Linked DNA regions of Sus scrofa: region 2 is linked to region 1. The links are chromatin contacts, called in public Hi-C maps. All regions are on one chromosome and are shown on one strand. The core of a region is the stretch at or near the end of the contact, and the rest is flanking DNA. Distances in the headings are between cores, read along the strand shown.

Region 1 (4,017 bases), core at 659-3,158:
ACCACTGTTCAGAGCAAATGAACCCCACGGATGAGCAGACTCCCTTCTCCCACTTTCAGACACTGACACTCACAGCTGTAGACAGAACCTTTTTAGGTCCTGGGCCTCTCTGTCTCCCTTGGATGCTCCATAGGTTGAAAGCATTCAGGCGTTCCATTTCTGGGAGTGACTTCTGCCCTCCATCATCTCTCCTTGGGCACAGCCAGATAGCCAAGCCCCCGTCGCTGTATGCAAAACAGTCACTCCTCTGTTCTTCTAAGCACCACTGTGCCTGGCTCAGGTGCCACCCCCATGCTGCAAGGCCCCTGCTCCTGGGAATGGATGGAGCAGCCTTCATGGCGATAGTGCCCAGCCACCTGCTGACCCCAACCTGAACCACCGCACCCCGACATCCAGTTCCAACACCACACTTAGGATCCCACTGGCCCAGGGGGACTGTTGGGCTCGGTATTTACTGCCTCTTCCATCTCCAACATGCCTTGTGTCCACTGCGACATGCAATGGCCTGTCCACCTATAAAGCCACATCCACAGTCTTTGTGCACATTGCTACACAGAGACCTGTGCACACTCCCACATGGAGACTGGCCACCTCTCTCCACCAGGGGCTGGAGGGGCTGGACCAAGGGGGGGCTCGCTGGACAGCAAGGCCATGAAGGCCCCAAGGAGACAGGACCTGAAGGCAAATTCCCAGGACAATGGGAGCGGGGCAGGAGGTGGGGGGCAGGACCAGACCCTGGGATAGGATGTGGGTACAAGGGGTTAATGGGGGAGGAGACCCCAGGAGCACTACCAGGGAGGGGGCAGTGAAACCAGGAAGGGAGGAAGCGTGTGCAGCATGTCATCAAACAGGTTGCCGCCACGGGCAACTCCACGAGAACGAGCAGAGCACACCTCTGTTAACCGCCTGAGGGAGATGGATCACTCACACAGCGGCTCTCACACTCAAAGGTCATTGAGGCTGTTCCCCAGAGAATGTTAATCCCTGCCCTTTGTGCACCAAGTGGGCTCTTCTAGCCAAATAAAGTCTTCAGACAGGGGCGCTGCAGCTGCTGGCTGATGAGGCCACTGCCACGGGCCGGGCACGTTCCAAGGCCTGTGGACAGAGCGCCCATGGCATCCGCCACATGTGAGCAGCAGGAATCACCCGAGAGGAGGAGGGAAGGTGGCTACAAAGCCCGGTTCCAGTCCTGGGGGCCCCTGTGACCTTGGGCCAGACCCTTCCCTTCTCTGGGCCTCAGAACATCCCCCATCAGCCCACCCTAAGCCAAAGCAGCCCCTGCAAATCTCCAGCATCCTCTATCCTCCTTCTGCCCCTGCCTTATCCCCAAAGCAAGTCACTCTGGCAGGCAGAGAAAGCAGGCTCTCACCAAGCCAGCCACTCCCTGAGGGCCCAGGAAGTGTGACTAACGAGATAGTTCAAGAGACTGCAGTGGCCCCAAGTGGAGGAGGCAGGCCCTGGAGCAGCCGGGCTGACCGGTGCACAAGACGCCACAGAAGGGAATGGATCCAGGCACCCTGCCAGCGTTCCCCCATGATCCTGGGCAACCCTGGAGAGACAGGGACGGAAGGCAGTTCGCAGTCACGATGGGCTTCCCAGCAGCTGAGGACTAGGGTGTCCAGAAGGAGTGAAGCGGTTAAGTCAACAAGTAACCAAAAGAGGAGTTCCCGTAATGGCTTAGTGGTTAACGAAACCAACTAGCATCCATGAGGACACGGGTTCAATCCCTGGCCTCACTCAGTGGGTTAAGGATCCGGCATTGGTGAGCTGTGGTGTAGGTCGCAGACGCAGCTCAGATCCCATGTTGCTGTGGCTGTGGTGTAGGCCGGCAGCTACAGCTGCGAATGGATCCCTAGCCTGGGAACATGCATATGCCGCAGGTGTGGCCCGAAAAACAGACCAAAAAAAAAAAAAAAAAAAAAAGCAACTAAAAGCAAGAGAAGAATCATATATTGTTGAATTGTGTGTACCACTTTGTGAAATGTTAACAATTCCACACCCCTCCTCAGGGAGCAAATGAGGCCAGAGAGAGATCATTTAAACCCTTTGGTTTCAGATCCCCTGCCCTACCCCATGGTCTAGTGACCACCCTTCAAGATGACTCAACGGCCTGGAACCCATCCCCAAACCTGCCACTCCTGTTGGGTGCTCCTGCAAGTCTTCGGTATTAAGGAAAAGCAGAGCCTTGGCTATCAGACAGACTTGGTGTAGTCTGCTGAAAACAGCCCCACAAAGACGGCCAGGCCCTAATCCCAGAACCTGTGAGTATGTCACCTTCCTTGGCAAAGGGACTTTGAAGGTGTGATTAGGTTAAGAAGGCCCTTGAGATGAGGTCATTAGCCTGAGCTGTCCAGGTGGGCCCAGGAGAAGCACAGAGGTCCTATGAGAGGGAGGCCACAGGGTCAAAGGAGGAGAAAAGAAACTGAAGCAGAGACAGGAGAGAGATTGCGCAATGCTACAGAGCTGGCTCTGAACATGGAGGAAGGGGCCACAAGCCAAGGACTGCGGGGGCTCCAGCAGGTACAAAAGGCGAGGAAATGGCTTCTTCCCTAGAAGCTCCAAAAGGAACCGGCCCAACCATGACATGGGGCTTCTCACCTCTAGAATTATAATTAAGTTGTGTTATTTTAAGCCATTAAATTTACAGTAATTCATTACAAGCAGCAATAAGAAACTCCTGTCCTTGGGCTCCCATCCCAGCTCTTGCTCTCGCTGCCTTGGTCTCCTCATTCATAAATAGGAGGAAGGGGCACTTGCGATGGACAAGGGCCTCTCTGGCTCTCTCTGGCCCCAGGCTGTGACAATGCCAAACGTCCAGCAGCACCCATGTGGCGTGTGGAGGATGCAGGCACCAGTGCACTTCCCCATTTGCTCTGGAGGCGAGGCGAGGATCCGGCCTGACCTTGACTCTGCTGCACTGGGAGGAGATGAGCAGAACCCCAGCCACTTCCAGAGTAACAAGCAGCCACCCTGCACAGCTTTCTCTTTTGCTCGCACCACTTCCTCCTCGGCTTCCTGACTCAGCTGGGGGATGGGACAGAGGCGGGCTGGCCTGGGCAGCCCAGAGGACTCTCATCCAGCCCCTCAGCGCCACCATGAGTGGGTCCCGACTCCCAGGCCCAGACAGGGGTGCTCCTGAACCCCTCCTGGATGACCTCATCGGCTACTACACGGACAGGGCAGAGGAGGGCCAGCTCAGGGTCTGCAGGCAAGCAGCCCTCATCCGCAGGGCCCAGCAGCTCCTGGGCATGCGGGCCCCGCCCCAGCTCTGTCTGCCGGAGGATGTGGCCCCTGACCTGGAGCCCCCTCACTCGCAGGGGGCTCCCAGCTCTGCCCAGCACATCTGCCACAAACTGGTGCGCGCACTGGAATTCCTGGAGCTGATCTCTGTCAACCTACTTCTGTCTCCCGGGAGGAAGGAAATCAGGTCCCTGAAGGTAGGCAGCGCCAGCCCCGAGCGAGGGGGTCTTGGGAGGGGCCAGGGCTCTGCTTTTGGGGGGGACGGTGGGTCTATCATGCCCACTGACTTCAGCCCCTTTTTACAGTTGGAGAAACTGAGGGCTGAAGAGGTTACTACAGCTTGTCTATGGTCTAAGAAGCAGCCCAGACAGGACCCAAACTCAGGCAGTGCAGCCCCTGACCGCTAGGCTGTACCACCTCGCTAAGGAGTCGGTACAAGGAGCTCGTAAGAAGCAAGGGAAGTTCCTGCTGTGTAGCACAGGGAACTACAACTGGTCACTTGGGATGGAACATGACGGAGCATAATGTGAGAAAAAGAATATATACATGTGTGACTGGGTCAAGTGCTGTACAATAGAAATTGACAGACACTGTAAATCAACTATAATGGAAAAAACAAAAATCTTAAAAAAAAAAAAAAAAAAAGCAGCAGCAAGGGAAAGACTTTGGCTGGGGAGGGCCACTGGAAAGGCTCCATGTCTTCTCGCTCCAGGCCAGTGCTGCTAGGTGGGGAACCAGGACACTGGCCCGCTCGGTCCTTCTCTTGCTGCGTCTCTT
Region 2 (3,834 bases), core at 175-2,674, 110 kb before region 1:
GAGGGGTGGTGCGTATGAGCTTGGAGTGAAGGAGGGCTGGGCTGGCAGAGGGAGGAAGGAAGAGCACCCTGGGTGGCAAGAAGAGCATGGTTGCTGGTTGGTTGGTTGGTTGGTTTTAATGGCCACACCTGAGGCGCATGGAAGTTCCAGGGTCAGCGGCTGAATCCAAGCCACAGCTGCAGCAACATCGACTCCATTAACCCACTGTGCCAGGCTGCCGATCGAACCCGTGCCTCCACAGCGAACCCAGCCACTCCAGCTGGATTCCTGACCCACTATGCCATGGCGGGAACTCCATTTCGGATGTTCTGGTTTGGGTTTTGGTTTAAGAACAGCATGGACAAAGGCACGGAGGCAGGTGGGGGTAGCAGCTCAGCCCGAGATGGATCTGGGCTGTTCAGCAAGGCTCAGCACACTCACTGGAGCCCTGATTTGAGGCGCTTGGGGCTGTAAAAGGGGAAGAGCCATACCCCCCTCTCAGGGTCACCCTGAGTATTAAAAATAAGGTACAGAGCCTGGGGCGGGATGACACATACTAGGTTAGCGGCCACAAGTCACTCCAACCCAGTCTTCCAGTTTATCAAGGGACTGACTCTTTCACCTCCCTGGGTCCTCACCTCCAGCAGGGCTAAGAGACTAATCAATCCAGTGCCTCCTTGAAGGATTTGAGAAAAGGACCCACGATGTGCTGGAATATACCACGGACCACAGGTACACTGGCCCCAGGCCCGTGTCTGCCTCGCCAGCTGGTGACCCAGCCACCCACTCATCCACACACACATTCACGCATTCATTCATTCATTCATCCAATGATCCCTGCTCTGTGCCTGCACTGAGCTCAGCTCTGAGCCCCACAGGTGAGCCCAGCCCAGTCCCTGCTGGGAGCAGCCATCCCCAATTCCTTGTGGAGCCACAGGTGAGGGTGAGACCCCTCCCCTGCTCCTCCTCCCTCCTGAGCGCCTGAAGCCTACCCCACACGGACCCCATTCTGCTTCCCCTGAAGGCTGTGTCCACTCGCCTCACCACAGCCAGGGAGCCTTCCCCAAATAACTCAGAAGTCTGCTTACACAGCCTCCGCCCCCGCTTCACAGCCAGGCAGCCCCCACTCCCTCCTGCGATCCCAACAGCTTGGGAACCCAAAGCACCCAACTGTCCCCTCCGTTCCCCCGGCCCAGGGAAAGCCCGAGCCTGGTGCCCACGCTCCTTATCAGCTGCAGGTGTTGCGCAATTATCTGGAGAAAAGGAGAAGGAAGTGAAAAACATTTCAGCAACCAAATCATGCTACAGATAGAACCCCCAGAGTTCATTCCAGGCACTTTCTCCTAGGGGAAGCCTAACCTCCCCCTCTCTATGTGTTGTGTGATACTGTGGGCTGTGCTCACGCTCTCTGCCAGGGCTCTGCCCACAGGCCCGGGTTCACTCCGTGCAGAGTGCAACGCCCTACACAGCCATGCAGTCTCTGCAAAGCTCCACCCTGCGGTGCCTGACTGCCCTTCTAGGAGCCTGTGGTTTCAAGTCCACGTTTACAGAGCGCTCACTCAGTACCAGGAGCCCCCCCAGCAACAGACCCACAAAGGAAACACAAGTGGGGTGCGGGGGGAGATGAGCAGATGAATGAGGGGGTGCCCTTGAAAGAGGTCTGCGTAAAAGACTGGGGGTGCAGGGGGGCACAGAGGAGGGAGCGGAGGGGCAGAGGAGAGAAGTGGATGGGGCAGTGAGCTGTAGCAGAGGATGGGGGTCCGAGGCAGCTGTGGGGGCGCAGAGGAGGCAGCCCAGTAAGGAGAAGCGCGTGGACAAAGACCCAGTGGCCTGGCTTCCCTGTGCCACCCTTGGGCCTCCCACACTGCAGGGAAGGAGGAACGGGCTCGCCAGTTGATAAGCCCCTTCTGTGCGCCAGACTCAAGCAGGCAGGAGAGCTTCGTGGGCGAGGAGATGGCCTCTGCAAACAGAAGTCTGGCTGGAAATTTCCAGCCTACCACTGACGAGCTCTGTGATCTTGGGAGCACTCAGTTTCCAGGCTCTGTTTCCCCATCTGCATAATGGGAATAACAGTAGGAAACTTCCCCCTTCCCCGGGTTGTCCTGAGGATTGAAAGCGCCCCCCGGCCCCCGCCCCGGAGAAAAGAGCTCACAGACTGTGGTCCTCAAACATGAGGATGCAAATGTGCAGCCTGGGCACTACAAACCTGTAGGTCTCAGGGCTCCATTGCCAGCCATCTGACTCCATCGGCCTGGGGCAGGGCCCAGGAATCTGCATTTCCCACACATGCTCCCCAGGTGATTCTGAGACTGGTGGCCTGAGGACCACACTTTGAGAAATACCTGTTCATCGAATGCTTGCTATTACCATCGTTTATTTTCAGTGACTCACGTGCTGCCAATAGCACTGCGAAGTCTGACCTGGTAACCCAGCCCACAGGTCAGGAAAGAGGATCAGAGAAGCAAGTGGGCTACCCGGGTCACACAGCCAGTGATGAGCTAGCCTAGGATCTGAACCCAGTCTGCCAGCCCCCAAGCCTAAATCTCTCCAAGCAGGGCATCACCATGCCCCCTCCCTGGCCACAGGTGTCCCCAGGCCTTATTGTCACACTTCCCAGCCCACCCCCACTGTCCCCTTGTTGCTTCCGCCTCCAGCCCCTAATCAGGTCTCACAGACCATCCCGTTTCCTGCCGGCCACTGGCTGCCTCCTTCGCTCCTGATGGTACCTTCCTGGCTTCGTGCCCTCCCAGCACCTCCTTTGCCTCCAGAGGGGTTAGAGCTGGGGCTGGGCAGTGGCAGAGATCAGGTGGGAGATGCTGAGGGGGCCCTTGCTCCCTTGGCCTGGCCAACCTCTGCCTGGAGGCCCCTTCCCTGACCCAGGGGGGCACTCCCAGGCGGCCACCCCATTGTTTACAGACAACAGGAACAGAGAGTTTCAGGGCAGGGTCAACTTCCCCACGGACTGAGAGCACAAAGGGAACTGGCAGGTGGTGACAGGACAGACCCCATCCCTGTCTGCCTGAGCACGGAGCCCAATACCCAGCAGGAAGGGGTGCCTGGGCCGGGCCCGACGCCACAGACACGCAGAGCACGAGGGCAGGCCAGTGACACAGGCGGGGGTGAGGAGGAGTCAGGCTGGGGCACCAGGGACAGAGCCCTGGCCGGTCCTGGCTCCTCTGTGGCCACCCCAGCCCCTGGCAGGAGAAGGCAGAGTTAATCGCGCTGGAGAAGGAAACGCTGAGCCTTTGTTTGTTCATTCCACAAACAGTGACCGAATGTGCTGCATCCCGCACAGAGGTCCCCACTGGACCGTCCTCCCTCCAGCATCGCCCAGCTTCCCTGCTGCCAGGGTCCCCCAAAGCACACACACGTGCCGGCACAGCCTTAAAACAAAACCAAAAAGCCTCCGTTTCTCTGCTTCACCCACTGTGAGGCTGGGAAAGGGAGCTGGGCTCACTCCTCACTCCCCTCCGCCAGCCCCTCGTCTCCACTCCTTTCCCTTTAACTTGCTCTGGGCACAGCCATCGACGACCCTGACTTCCCAACCCAAGCTTCAGTCCTCCCCTTTCCCAGGCTGACCCAGGCGACACTCCTTCCTCCCGGGCTCGATCTTAAGCAACCTATAGGCCTCCTTCCCCATAAGCTCGCCCACTTCCATGGTGGCCTCGGGAGACAGCCATAAGCTCAGGCTTCCAAACCTCAGCTCTAGGCCAAGTGTAGCCAACCGTATCCACCCGAGTCCCCAGCTGCCAATCTGACCTGGCCACTCGGGTGTCTATGAGCCACCTCAATCTCAACATGCCTGAAACAGGGAAATCTCCATCTCCCCCTCCCCCAAAATACCCTTCTGCCCCA

The links. A called contact is a pair of places that touch in the nucleus more often than the background predicts.
Region 2: a Hi-C map of retroperitoneal adipose tissue shows a contact between it and region 1, with 1.9 times the contacts expected there. The contact joins the enhancer-like site here to the promoter of LOC110260929 in region 1. A contact is called at or near these places in 2 of 5 promoter capture datasets (both in liver) and 14 of 47 Hi-C or Micro-C datasets (embryonic fibroblasts, fetal heart ventricle, fetal liver and 8 more).

The regions. Positions count from the first base shown.
Region 1 is chr6:27,216,018-27,220,034 of Sscrofa11.1, forward strand. It overlaps LOC110260929, which reads left to right and starts at 1,909. Exons shown (of 2, transcript XM_021093983.1): 1 at 1,909-3,437. The coding sequence starts at 2,928. It overlaps BEAN1 (protein BEAN1), which reads left to right. Exons shown (of 5, transcript XM_021093984.1): 5 at 1-1,732.
Region 2 is chr6:27,103,352-27,107,185 of Sscrofa11.1, forward strand. No RefSeq gene overlaps it. Among named protein-coding and RNA genes, the nearest start is that of CDH5, 3.3 kb to the right of the region's middle. Within about 2 kb of position 1,425, at least 19 of the 83 cell types and tissues checked have an H3K27ac peak or open chromatin away from gene starts, as enhancers often do. A contact at or near this core is called in liver, mesenteric adipose tissue, omental adipose tissue and 2 more, where this site is marked.